Regions from separate parts of the Ovis aries genome. Here region 2 is linked to region 1. Evidence: chromatin contacts called from public Hi-C data. All regions are on one chromosome and are shown on one strand. Each heading gives the region's core, a stretch centred on a gene start, on an enhancer-like site or on the middle of the called end of the contact. The rest is flanking DNA. Distances are from core to core; before and after follow the strand shown. Region 1 has its middle 110 kb from the start of NRP1. Region 2 holds the start of NRP1 (neuropilin 1).

The links. Hi-C and Micro-C count contacts between places; a contact is called where the count stands out from the background.
Region 2: a contact with region 1 is called in a Hi-C map of tail adipose tissue, with 2.3 times the contacts expected there. The contact joins the promoter of NRP1 here to the enhancer-like site in region 1. A contact is called at or near these places in 2 of 16 Hi-C or Micro-C datasets (muscle and tail adipose tissue).

The regions. Positions count from the first base shown.
Region 1 is chr13:18,856,452-18,862,817 of ARS-UI_Ramb_v3.0, forward strand. No RefSeq gene overlaps it. Among named protein-coding and RNA genes, the nearest start is that of NRP1, 110 kb to the right of the region's middle. Within about 2 kb of position 4,055, at least 4 of the 54 cell types and tissues checked have an H3K27ac peak or open chromatin away from gene starts, as enhancers often do. A contact at or near this core is called in tail adipose tissue, where this site is marked.
Region 2 is chr13:18,964,648-18,970,655 of ARS-UI_Ramb_v3.0, forward strand. It overlaps NRP1 (neuropilin 1), which reads left to right and starts at 2,683. Exons shown (of 17, transcript XM_027976579.3): 1 at 2,683-3,236. The coding sequence starts at 3,164.

The DNA.
Region 1 (6,366 bases), core at 2,805-5,304:
TGATCTGATAAGGAAGATTTAATAGTTCATGGCAAACCTTGTGCCCATCTGGGTCCAGGCTCACACTGAGTAACAAGGGCGGGTCAAGTTCAAACATGTGGGTCTGGGCAGGAGTGAACATTAGGTATCCTCCCCAGGTCTTTATGTGACAAAGGAATGAGTCTAGAAGGCTTTTTTCTCCTGACACTTCTGATCTGTCTCCTCTTTCATCCATATCTTTTTTATTCCTGTATCAGAGAAAGAGCTATCCAATTTTTTTTTTTTTTTTTTTTTTTGGCCAAGGTCAACTCAGCCTCCTGGCAAACTTGATATGATCCTACCTATGAATCCAGTTCTATCAACTAATCCTCTTCTCCCAGCATCATTTCTCCAGCTCATTAATCCCTTCCTTTCTGAGTACATTCTCACATTTAAGCCTGATTTGAAAGGTCAGGGGGGCTAGACTTACGTAAACCGCGTCTGAATCCTCTGCCATTTGGCAGTTGTGTGCCCTTGAACAGATCATTCTCTCTTAGTTTCCTCATTGTAAACACAGAATAACAATAGAATCTATGCTTTCAGAGTTTTTTAAAAAGATAAATGAAAATGTATACATAGTATATCTGCCACAAAATACGGGGGCTTCCCAGGTGACTCAGTGGTAAAGGCTGCGTCTGCCAGTGCAGTAGACAAGAGCGGTAGAGGTTTGATTCCTGGGTCAGGAAGATCCCCTGAAGAAGGAAATGGCAACCCACTCCAGTATTCTTGCCTGGAAAATCCATGGACAGAGGAGCCTGACGGGCTACAGTCCACGGGGTCTCAAAGAGTTGGATACGATCGAGCAACTGAGCACATGGAACATGATCTATAGCCTTAATAAAAACAGTAGTGATTGGGGGTTTTGGCATTTTATATAACTAATATTATCTCCTGCCACACAAAAATTCTCCTTTAAAATATGGGAGCATTTCTTCTTCACTACTTGAGAGAATCTGTCATAATGTTGTGATGTAACATACCTTCACTAAGTGTTCATTGAGTAAATGCAACCAACACTATGCTACCATGATTTGGGAAGTACAATTTGGTTTGGATGTCCAGGACTATAGCCATTTGTCCTTTCTGTGGTTTTTAAAATTTGTTTCTTAATTGAGTAAGGCTTAACCTACTGATGGCAAGCCACTCCAGTACTCTTGCCTGGAGAATCCCATGGATGGAGGAGCCTGGTGGGCTGCAGTCCACAGGGTCACAAAGAGTCGGACACGACTGAGTGACTTCACTTTCATTAACTTACTTAAGGCAACTTGACAGGGTCTCAGAAGTCTCAGTGGCATAGAAAACTGTGATCCAGGGCATTTAGAATATGTATTTGGTGCTCATGGAAACTAAAAAAGTGGGACTAGTAAGATATCGTTGGGAAGAACAATAGGAGTTTAACACACACACAGATTCCAATTTTTGCTCTTGAAAGAAGAGTGAGGCTCAGCTTTTCATTGTCTTGACTTGAATTACATTAGATAGCACCATGTGGGATCTGGAGCGCACCCTGTAGATCATCTGGGCAGGGTTTCTCAAAGTGCTTCCAAGTATGCTAATTGTTATGCAAAGAAAACAGAAGAAGTCTGTGGCCAAGCATTTGGGGGAATTTTGGCAAAAACAAAAATAAGCAAGTTCCTTTACCACAGGATTGTGAACATCCTACAGGGGACACAAAGTAAAATGATTTCCAAATTCATTTGCCCAGGGAACATAATTTTTTTAGAATATATCTCGGGATTATTGTCAGGAGTGATCTGCTTCTGGCCTCTTTATTTAATAGATGTGGAAATCAATTTCCAGAAAATTAATTTGCCAGAGATTGCTCAGCAGTAGTGCACAAAGAATCTAGATATCCTTATTCTTATCTGAAATTAGTATTACTGTTTATTTTTGCTTTCTTGGGGAACCAGTAAAATTCACATATGAATTATATCACTCTGCCTGTATTTTCTAAACAAGCTTACACTAAAAATATCACAACTAACTTTTGAGAATTAAACATATTAATAGTAATGAAATGATTTTCCCATGAAATTAAGAATACAATTACTTCCAAAGTCCTATTAGGGAAATCTGTGGCTTTTTAAATTTTTTTAACTAGACTTCCCCAAACAAATTTCTTTGATATTTTGCTCATTATTTTTATAATTAGGCATAAAACAATTCATGCTTTATCCGTAATTTAGTGGATCCTTTTGGTTCTTTCCAAATAAGATTAGTCTTTCTGCATATTATAGATAAGCAGTCAGTCATTTGTGACATAAAGCTCTTCCTAAAAATAATTAAGTTTGCAATGTGAAGTTTAGAATTCCTTAAACTGATAGAAAGAAATAATCAAAAAGTCATAAGAAATGTAAAAATCCGCTGTCAATGTGATGAACTAAGAGTATGAAAATCAAGTTATAGTATTTCACTCACTGCAAGACTAATTCTCTAGCTGCACGATTTTCAGTCTTTTAACCAAGAATTGCTAATGTCTACTAGTTTTTCACTAGATTAAAAAAAAAATACACAGTTTAGATTTTTTTAAAAGACAGTTTAGAATCTTTAAAGAAAATACTTGTGCATTGTCATCATTGATGTTCTAAGTGTATTGATCACAGGCCACTGGAGCAGGTGATAAGTATCTTGACATGTATTGGTTTCCCCCACATAAAAACCAACAACTGGAAAATCATCAATGGAACTGGCAAATGATAAAGGCTACTTGGGCCTTTGTTGCTGCAACAGGAAGTAGACTTTCCTTACCTTTTCCTCTATTGATTATGAAAGACAACTTTCATCCATTGTTGGAAGCACACAGGTCACCTTTCCAAGCACTGAAGTTAATGACCACAGCCTGGAGGGACCAGTGAGTGGTTCCTTCAGACACTGTGCAGGGAACGGACACTCAGTTACCCAGGCAAGCTTTTGTTCTTCCAGGGAAAGCTGTACCATTACTTGTAAATGAGTGATGCCCAGCTACCTAAGCTAAAAAGTATCTCTTAGATTTTCAAACAAACACTTGACAGCCAGAGGAAAGCTGTTACATCTGCACTGTTGGCTGGGGAAAATGACTTAGACATTCTTGGGTTTCTGAGTGTTTAGAATTCATATTTGTTTAGAGATTTTTTGAAGTAAATGTGCCAGAAAAATGTGTGTCAAAGAACAGAACTTGAGATCTGAGGTATAAGAAGGTTATGAGCCTTATGACTTAATACACTGGCTACTGACCAACAAATTACTTCATTTATCTTTAAGTCATCTTCTGAATGTGCACCCAAGTGGGCCAGGTGGATGTTTTTTGGTGTGGTAGCCCTGGTTCGGCTGTTCCTGAATCTCCAAATGAACTAGAGGCAGCGCCCGATGCAGGTCCTGCACTTCTCAGCATCTCTGTTTGCTATAGTATTGGGCTCCTTGTACAATCTCAATAAATGCTTGTTAATTGGTTGATTGATTAGCTTCTGAATTCACCCCTTAGCCTCAGTAGCTAAGCTGCTCTCTCAAGTCTCAGGACTCTCTCTAAACTCTATATCTTCCTTGTATTTAGTATTCATCTAGTGTCCCTTCAAACCATTCTGTTATTTCAGATACTGCCGTAGCAGAATTTCTAAGTGCCAAAGACTTTTTTTTTAACAACATAGAAGGGAGATTGAGAATCATAAGTATGCTGCCAGCCCTGGAACGTTTGCCTAGTGACCTAATTTCATGGGAATTTGCCAGGCCAGCTCCATGGAAGAAATCCAGTCCTATTCCTCCAGACTCCATGGGTTATTCAGCTGACACACTCCACAGCCAGCTTCTTCACATTGTTGTGACCTTCAAGATACTCTCCCCTGTGAATACTGCTCTATTTCAATTTTGCTACATTAAAAAAATGATAAGAAATGAAGGTGCATTCATTTCTGTGGCTTAGACAAATCTACACAATGTAAGGAGCTTAACCCAAATAGTATTTCTTACACTGAATTATGGCAGGCACTTGTTTCCTATTACCCTAGACTTCTGTCACATGTATTTTGGATAATTCCAGAGGTTTATCAGTGTAATTTATCCGAAATGTTATCTAGACCTGTTCCGTAGATGTTAAGTTACTGATAGTCCAACACAGAACTCCATGTACCTTCTTTTCTCTGTTTTGCTCACTAGCTCCTTCTAAAGCCAGATATAAAGCTATTTTAGACATCATAGTCCATTTGACATGGTAGTATATTGATCTGACATTCTCTTCAGAAAACTAATACCAAAGTACTGTGTGTTAGCGCACTAAGAAGTATACGCTAATTCTGTTCTGTCTACAAGTTTACAACCTTTTCTGAAGAACACTCTGTACCTGTTTTGTTCTCCATCTGGAAGTACTGCAATGGCCTTTGGCCAAAAGCAATGAAGTTGTGACTTTCTTCTCTATAGTCTGCCCAGGGACATTAATGAAAGAAAAGTAAACCTACTCCATTTATCCCAAATGGCTTTTTAAACAATTAGGAGATTTTAATAATAGTGTCCCACTGCTGCTCTCAGCTTCCCCACAGGCACTGCAGCCTTTCCAAGGTGAATAAGATGCTTCAGGAGAGAGGACCTCGCTCTCACTACCCATGACCTTCAATTCATACAAATGCTGAAAACAGCACTGGGCATCTCATTACTGAAATGGATTATCTGGCATCAGTGCTTGCAGTTTTGGAGTCTAATAACCATTTTGTGGTGATATCTTTCAGAAAAGAAGTGATTCAAATTTTTAAAGAGGCAGAGATTTTTGAGAAGGTTGGATCTTTGACATTTTGATTTTTTCCAAGCTGGTCCCCAAAATCAACGTCCTTAAAAAGTACAAACTCATAACCAGCAACTCCACTACTGAAAGTTCATCCTCAGTAACTAGAATCAATAATACTTGCATATATACATACAAGGAGAATCACTGCAGCGTTCTTTATAACACTGACATCTTAGAAGGAAATATCCAGCAATACGATAACAGTTAAACAATGGAACACACTATGGTTATTATACATATATATATATGTATAAGTGTATACATATATAAGTGATACATATACACTTAGTTCCCTGACCAGGGATCCAACCTGGACCGTTGGCAGTGAAAGTCTAGAGTTGTAACCACTAGCCTGCCAGGAAATTCCCTCCTCTTTTTTTTTATTTCCTCTCCTCTTTCTTTTAAAGAAGACTTTGAAGGGGAGTGAAATGCAGTTGTCATAAAAGTGGATAAACAAACCCTGATAAGCCCCTGGCACTCTAACACGAAGGAAAAGGGAAAGAGGGGTTGCTTTGAGGAGGAAAGGGGGGCAAGTCAGCAATCTCTCAGTTTGAACAAAGAAATGCAGCACTTCAGTGCATCTGTTCATACCCAACGCCCGGGGGGTGACTTCTGGAGATACAAGTGGATGGGAAAGGGCCAACAGGTTCTAAATACTATAGCGGAGAACATTTTCAAGGTGTTGGCTTCTAGAAGGAATATCACACCCTACTTTCTTTCCAGTAGTCATATGTGGATGTAAGAGTTGGACCATAAAGAAATCTGAGCACCGAAGAACTGATGCTTTTGAACTGCAGTGTTGGAGAAGACTCTTGAGAGTCCCTTGGACTGCAAGGAGATCCAGCCAGTCAATCCTGAAGGAAGTCAGTCCTGAATATTCACTGTAAGGACTGATGCTGAAGCTGAAGCTCCGATACTTTGGCCGCCTGATGTGAAGAACTGACTCATTAGAAAAGACCCTGATGCTGGGAGAGATTAAAGGCAGGAGGAGAAGGGGATGACAGAGGATGAGATAATTGGATGGCATCACCGACTCAATGGACATGAGTTTGAGTAAACTCTGGGAGTTGGTGATGAACAGGGAGGCCTGGCGTGCTGCAGTCCATGGGGTCGCAAAGAGTCGGACACGACTGAGCAGCTGAACTGTCTTCTCAGGAAGACATGTACACACATAGGTGACAGCATTTCAGTTTCTCCTTCCTGGAGATGGGAATTTTACCCATTTACTTCTTCACCTGCTCTTTTGTCCTTTTGTACAAAAGAATGAGTTTCCTTTTCAAGAACAATTCGTCCCTCTCTGGCTCTTACCCTGACACCTTCCACCTCCTCAAGAACCTTGTTCTTTAGACCATTTCAGTCCTTAAGCAATAAACTGCTTGGGACTTGTGAACATTCTAGTACCTACAGACATGTTCATCTCCAGAAAAAAAAAAAAGTCTGAATTCAAAATACAAATAATTAAAATCAAATGTAATAAATAACAGAATGTACATAAAATGTAACATGATGTCACCATTGTAAACTTAATATTCATGACCATTCCACTCCATTTGAAAACAATTTGTGAGCTGGATGTTCTCCATTTTCCAAAATCCTTA
Region 2 (6,008 bases), core at 1,433-3,932, 110 kb after region 1:
AAGGTCGGTCTGTCTCCTTACAGAGGGAAGAGCAGAAATCTAAAACTGACCTTCTTTGACACTTGGTGGATTCCACCAGCAGAAGAAAGACGTTGTTAGCAAGGACAATTTGCTCCGTACTTGCCCACTAGCAGCCAGTTATCAATCAGTGCGGTAGGGTTCCCATTACCCAGAACTGCATGTGGAAACTCCGGAGTTAGAGAAAAGTCTCAGATCAGAAAAATCAGAGGCAGAACTTAAATATGATATTTCCCCCAGAGTACCTACTGCGTGTCTTATTAGTTGGTTGGAGAAAGGCTGGCAAAATGCTCAGCTGCAGAGCAAGAAAGGCGTTTTCTGCGTGCCGACCCTTCCCTGGGAAAGGCGGGTGGGAGGAAGGGGGCGAGGTGGCGGGGCGGGGGCAGTGCCTCTTGGAGCGCAGGATCTGGTGGCTTTGTTAGCTTGGTGGGTTCAGACTGGGAAATGCACACTCAGCAGGGAAAAGGGAAGAGAGATTGGCGGCAGTTTTCTAAAAACAACACGGCTCAAGTCTCTGCGAGTGCCCCCTCGCTCACCCCGCGGAGGCACAGACTGGTCAACCCGGTCCCGGGAGCGCGCGGGGCCGCGCGGGTCCCACTAGGAAGGAGGCGGGCAGCCGTGACTCTGGGACGCCCCGGCGCTGCGCCGCGCGGTTCGACTTCTCTGTCAACCTGCCAGTTTCGAGAGGCGCCTCTCCCTCCGAACCTCGGGCTGAGGTCGCCCGGGGTTACCCCAAATCTGACGATGCCGCTCGCCCCAAGCAGCCGGGGATTGCCACTGCCGGGGGTGCCCCTGGGACTGAGCGCAAAGCGGGGAGGAGGCGTCGCGCGCCCGCGGTAGCCGAAGCGCCCGGGCTTCCCTCTGCGGCGATGGCTCCCCGGGGTCTGCGCGGGCGCGCCTGGCGCCCGGTCTCACCCCGCCACTGCCTCTTCCGCCCCGCCCAGGCGTTTGACTCTCGGCCTCACAGTGCCACCTTTCCACCCAGAGTCCGGGGTGGGATAGCGGGGAAGTAGGAAACCAGCTAGGGCGAATAAGCGCTCGGGCCCGGGCGGCGGCGGAGGTGGGGGGTGGGGGGATGACGACTCGTGCGCCCAGGAGGCCGGTCTCCAGCTTGGAGGCGGGGACTCCCCCGGCGCGGGCCCGCAAGCCCGAGGTGCAGCTTTGCACGGCGCGCGGGGATCGTCTGTACCCCAGCCGGGGCGCGCCACCGCGTCCAGCCGCCACCCGCTAGAGCCGAGCCCTCACCAGGGCCCGCGCGCGCTGGGCCGCCTTCCTCGCGTCCCGCCCCTAGTTCTTCCGCCAAAACCTTTGACCAGAGTCTTCCTGCCAACATTCCTAAATCTCTTTTGCCAGCTCTTTGCGCCAGGTAGGACTAAGGCTCTGCTTTCGGGTGTGTGCAGAAACGCCGTTCCCAGAAGGCGGCTGACCTTTTCACCTTCCCCACGAACTCCTTCGGAGGGGTCCCTGGGCATTTACCTTCTCAAGGGCCTGATCCGTAGCCAAAACCTGTTTGGTCCCTGAAATGTCCTTGCTATTCCTATCTGCAGAGGCTTTCTGCAGCACTTCCCGGAAAACCCTTCGGGGACCGAACTGGGGGGCATCCAGAGCCCACTGAGGACGCGCTGCAGTGGGAGGCGGGGGTGGGCCGGCGTGACAACCGCCTGTAGCCGGAGCGGGCACCGTGAGAGCCCGGCCAAGAGCAACACCCCGCCCCCGCCCCCGCCACTGTTCCTGCTCCCCGGTGATGCACAGGAGCCCCGACCGCTGGACCCCTCATTTCCAAACCCCGAGCACCTGGGCTCCGAATAAGCCGGCTGGGTGGGGTCGGGCAACGACTGCCCCCTAGCTGGAAGGCTCACCACCTTCCACCCTTCGGCGTCCCCTCTGGCCGGGAGAAGAGGACATCAGATCTTCGGCAACAATGGAGCCCGCGGCGCGCGGCAGACACCCGGGCTCGCCAGGCGCCCAGCCGCGCGCCCCGATACGGGGCAGGCAGGCCGGGCGGGGCTGCAGCACAGCCTAGTCTGCGTGAGTCTACTGACTCGGCTCTGCGTGGCAGCGATACTGCCGACTCTCGCCCGGCTCCGGGGTGCGTCCCCAACCCCAGCCCCTTTCCTCGGCCCCTTCGGGCCTGATCCGCAACGTCCAGGGGCGCCCTGCTGCTCCTGCCCCAGGTCACGACCCCAGGTCACGTCTCGGGCGCCTCCCGAGGGTTTCGGAGTTGGGAGAAGCAGCCGCCACCTCCCGGGCGCGCTGCCTGTCTCCGGCGGCCGACCCCCCAAAATCTTAGCGGAACTGCCCGCTCTCCCCCGGGGGCCCGAGCGAGCATGCCGAGATGGGCTAGCCCGACCCTGGCGCTGCCACCGACCTCGACGCCCGGTACCCCCGCAAACACATCCGGCACTCGGCCCTGGGCACGGAGTCCCGGCGCCTCCCTGCCGGGGAAGATCCCAGCAGGGCTTGTGGGAGAGACGGACAGACGGACGGGGAACGTTCAGGGAGAGAAACTTGTTCCTCCCCGTCTCTTGTCAGGCAATCGCTGGCGAGCCTGTGCGGGGAGAGGGGCGGGGGGAAGCGAGGGAAGGGCTCCAGAAGGGGAGGGGAGGAGGCAGTGGGGGAGGCGGGGGTGCAGTTGGTGAAACTCCTTCGTCTCCCGCTCATCTTTTCATTGCTTGCTCCTCTTCGCGCAGACACCCCGACCTCCCTTGGGCGCCAGCTCCCCGGATCCAACGGGTCCAGAATCAAGCCGGATTTTTTTTTTTTTCTTTCTTTCTGGAAATTGGCGTTGGTGTGTGTTTCTCTACGTCCCTCCTCCCCCTCCCACACCCCCTACGTTTTTTTTTTTTTTTTTTTTTTTTTGAGACATGGCCCGGGCAGCGGCTCCTGGAAGAGGAACAAGTGTGGGAAAAGAGAGAGGAAACCGGAGCTAAATGACAGGATGCAGGCGACTTGAGACACAAAAAGAGGAGCGTTTCTCTCGGATCAAGGCATTGCCTCAACGCTTTTCTTTCTCCAAAACGGTCTGAGGATTTTACAGCTCCGGGAGGAGTGAAAGCGCTCCGGATCGTGGAGATCGCCCCGGTGCTCTGTTTTCCCCGCACGTTCGGTTCTCCCGCGTTCGCCCCGGAGACCTGGCGAAGGGAGGATGGAGAAGGGGCTGCAGCTCCTGTGCGCCGCGCTAGCCCTGGTCCTCGGCGCGGCCGGCGCTTTTCGCAACGGTAAGTGACAGGCGGAGGCGCGCGGCCGCGGGGGTGAACCCGGTTCCCGGCTGCCCGCTCCGAGCTGCCGGGACCCACCGGGGAGAGCCGCCTCCCGGTGAAGGAAACTTTTAGCCAGACGGAGAAATAAAGAAATAAGATTAGTCGTTGTAGGTAGGGCAGGGAGATTTCACGTCCTCTGACTCCCTCCTGAAGTTGGTTGTTTGGCCATGGGGTTTTTCCCACCTCTGCTACGAGGCTGAGCGCCCTACCTTCCCAGATCAGCGCACCAATTATCTTAATAATGTTTCCTCCCCAAGGCAATTAGAGGAGACTCCCTTTCAAAAATATGATGGCTGTTGAAAGTTAATGAACACTTTACCGGGAGCACTTCCTGATTCTCCGACAGCTCCCCAGAACTGATTCCTCTGGTGGGTGCCCGCAGGAGATAGCGGTTTGCGGGTGGGTGTTAGTCCCTCCTCCGCTTTTTCAAACCAGCCCTGCTCCGTCTGGAGTATGAATGAAAGTTATATCGTGTCAATAAAGGAATCTGATACACACGCTGTAAGGCACCAGGATATGTGAAAATCCCCTAACCTAGTTGCAGCTTCCACTTAGCTTTTAAAACCACTCAGTGTTAAGTAAATGGAAGACCGTGCTGGGTTAGAAGCAGTATCCTGTAACGTAAATAATGTGTTTTAAAATGGGATCTGGTTGTAGGCATGTTCAACTTACACTGTAAAGTAGGTGGAAGCAAGGGGGCGGGTGACATTATCTTTACAGTAAGTCTTCAGCAATTATTATTAACTAATTATCAAATATTTACTTTAGCCTGGCTTAGATTTCAATCAGAGTAATTAAGAGAGCCCATCCGCTACTTACCCGTGGTATATTGTTTTAATAAGAGACCACAAGTGGAGGGGTTCATACCGAGAGGAATTTAAATCACATCTTTATGATGGGCGTTAATCTCTCTAATATGCTTTTTAGAGGTTTCCTGATTGAAGCAATAGATTTCCCGAGCAGCTACCAAGCAGTGTTCTAAAAGATATGCTTGGAAGCAAAACACATACAATTGTGAATGTAGAGTTCAATTTATTAATGAACCTCAGATGATGGCATCCTTCTCTAGTCTGGCAGGGAATGAAATAACACTCACCTCCAATTGAAAGAGCTCCAATGGTTAGACTTTAGAAATTACAGTAACAACATCTGCTTCCACGGTGGCGGGTGTTCATAGGATGGATTTGAAATCCAATGCCAATAGCTTTCAGACTTTAGGCTGTGAACTCCATATGTATGTCTGTGTGTGTGTGTGCATATGTGTGTGTGTATATACATACATGAGAGATACACATACTTCCCAGTTTTCTTAGCAGAAATCTGGGGAATGCTGAGACCCTAAGCTGCAGTCAGTGACTTGACTGGTTAAACCTATGTTGCTATACTTAACAGTGACCAAAGCCAGTTAATGCCTCTAGCTCAGCAGACCTTTCCCAGCCATGTCCACCTCCTTGGAGTACCAGTGTCTGCTAAATTAATTCATTAACCTTATTTAGGACTAATGGTCCAGAATCATTAGAAACTGCTCGTTCTTAATCAAGTGTTAGAGAGATTTAACAGAGCCAGGGAGTCTAGGAGTCCGCATTATCTTATTACACTGTCACTTTCTCAGAAGTCACAGATTAAAGAGCTCTGGTGTGGTACTGAGTCCACCTAAATGTCTTCTGAAGTGACTCTGTCGAGTGGCTACAAGCAGTGCTGTTTTATTTCACTCCTTAACAGATGCCAGACACTGCCATGATGTTTGTACAGAGCTGGAGGAGACTTAATGAGATGGGGTTGCTTTCCAAGTTTTCTGCACATTTAAAATAATGCAAGAGCCTCTGCAGAATAACATAACAGAGTCCAGTATGATCATTAGCTGAGATTCTGAACTCCAGTTACAACACCATTTCTTCTTGGCAAACCTTAAGCTTCTAAAAGCTAAGGCAGAGGAAACCCTTATAAGGCTACCCCCGCCCCCCAACAGTCTAAGAAACAAAGTCAGAAACATCTAGCAACTGAGAAAAACAAAGTAATTTATATTGTCTTCTCTTTTAATTTATGGGAAATGATTTCTGTAATGCATGTAGCTTTATGCATTTTTGATGTGCACTTCATCTTTCATTTCCATTTGACCTGGTTTTCCTGTAATAAAATTCTGTAGATTTATAAATTCATGCTGAGAGCAAAGAATGCCATTCTTTTTCCACAGGGAATCTATTAGATGCAATATTAAAATCTATATATACCATTACTGAAAATTTGTGATTGATAGGCTTATATGTTTCACTGCTTTCATACCTGTTCCTCTTACATAGCTTATGCACCGAATTTTTATTGCTCAAAATTAAGCATCAATAAATGTGGCAGCCTTTCAGGCTGAGACTCTCTAATATGAAATCCATCATAAAAAGTGACAGTGAGGGTCCATACTGAACAATAAAGCTGCCCAAAGACTGGTTTCTTTGGCTCTCAGTGAATCACTTCAGGTTTGGGTTTTATTGTTTTGTTTTTTTTAAGGAAGGTCAAAAGTAGCTAGCTCACCTTTTCTAAAATGTAAGGGTGTAGATCACCATCTGTGATACCCAGACCTCCATGTGGGGGAGTTTTTTCCAACATGTAGGTAATTAGAATTAATCTGTGTAGCTATTTATTTTTCTTTCTGCCCAGTTACTTTGATCTGGTCTCCAAAACTGAGCAACTTTCCTAGGAGCAGTAGAGCTGAATTATTTCTGCTTCAGCACATCT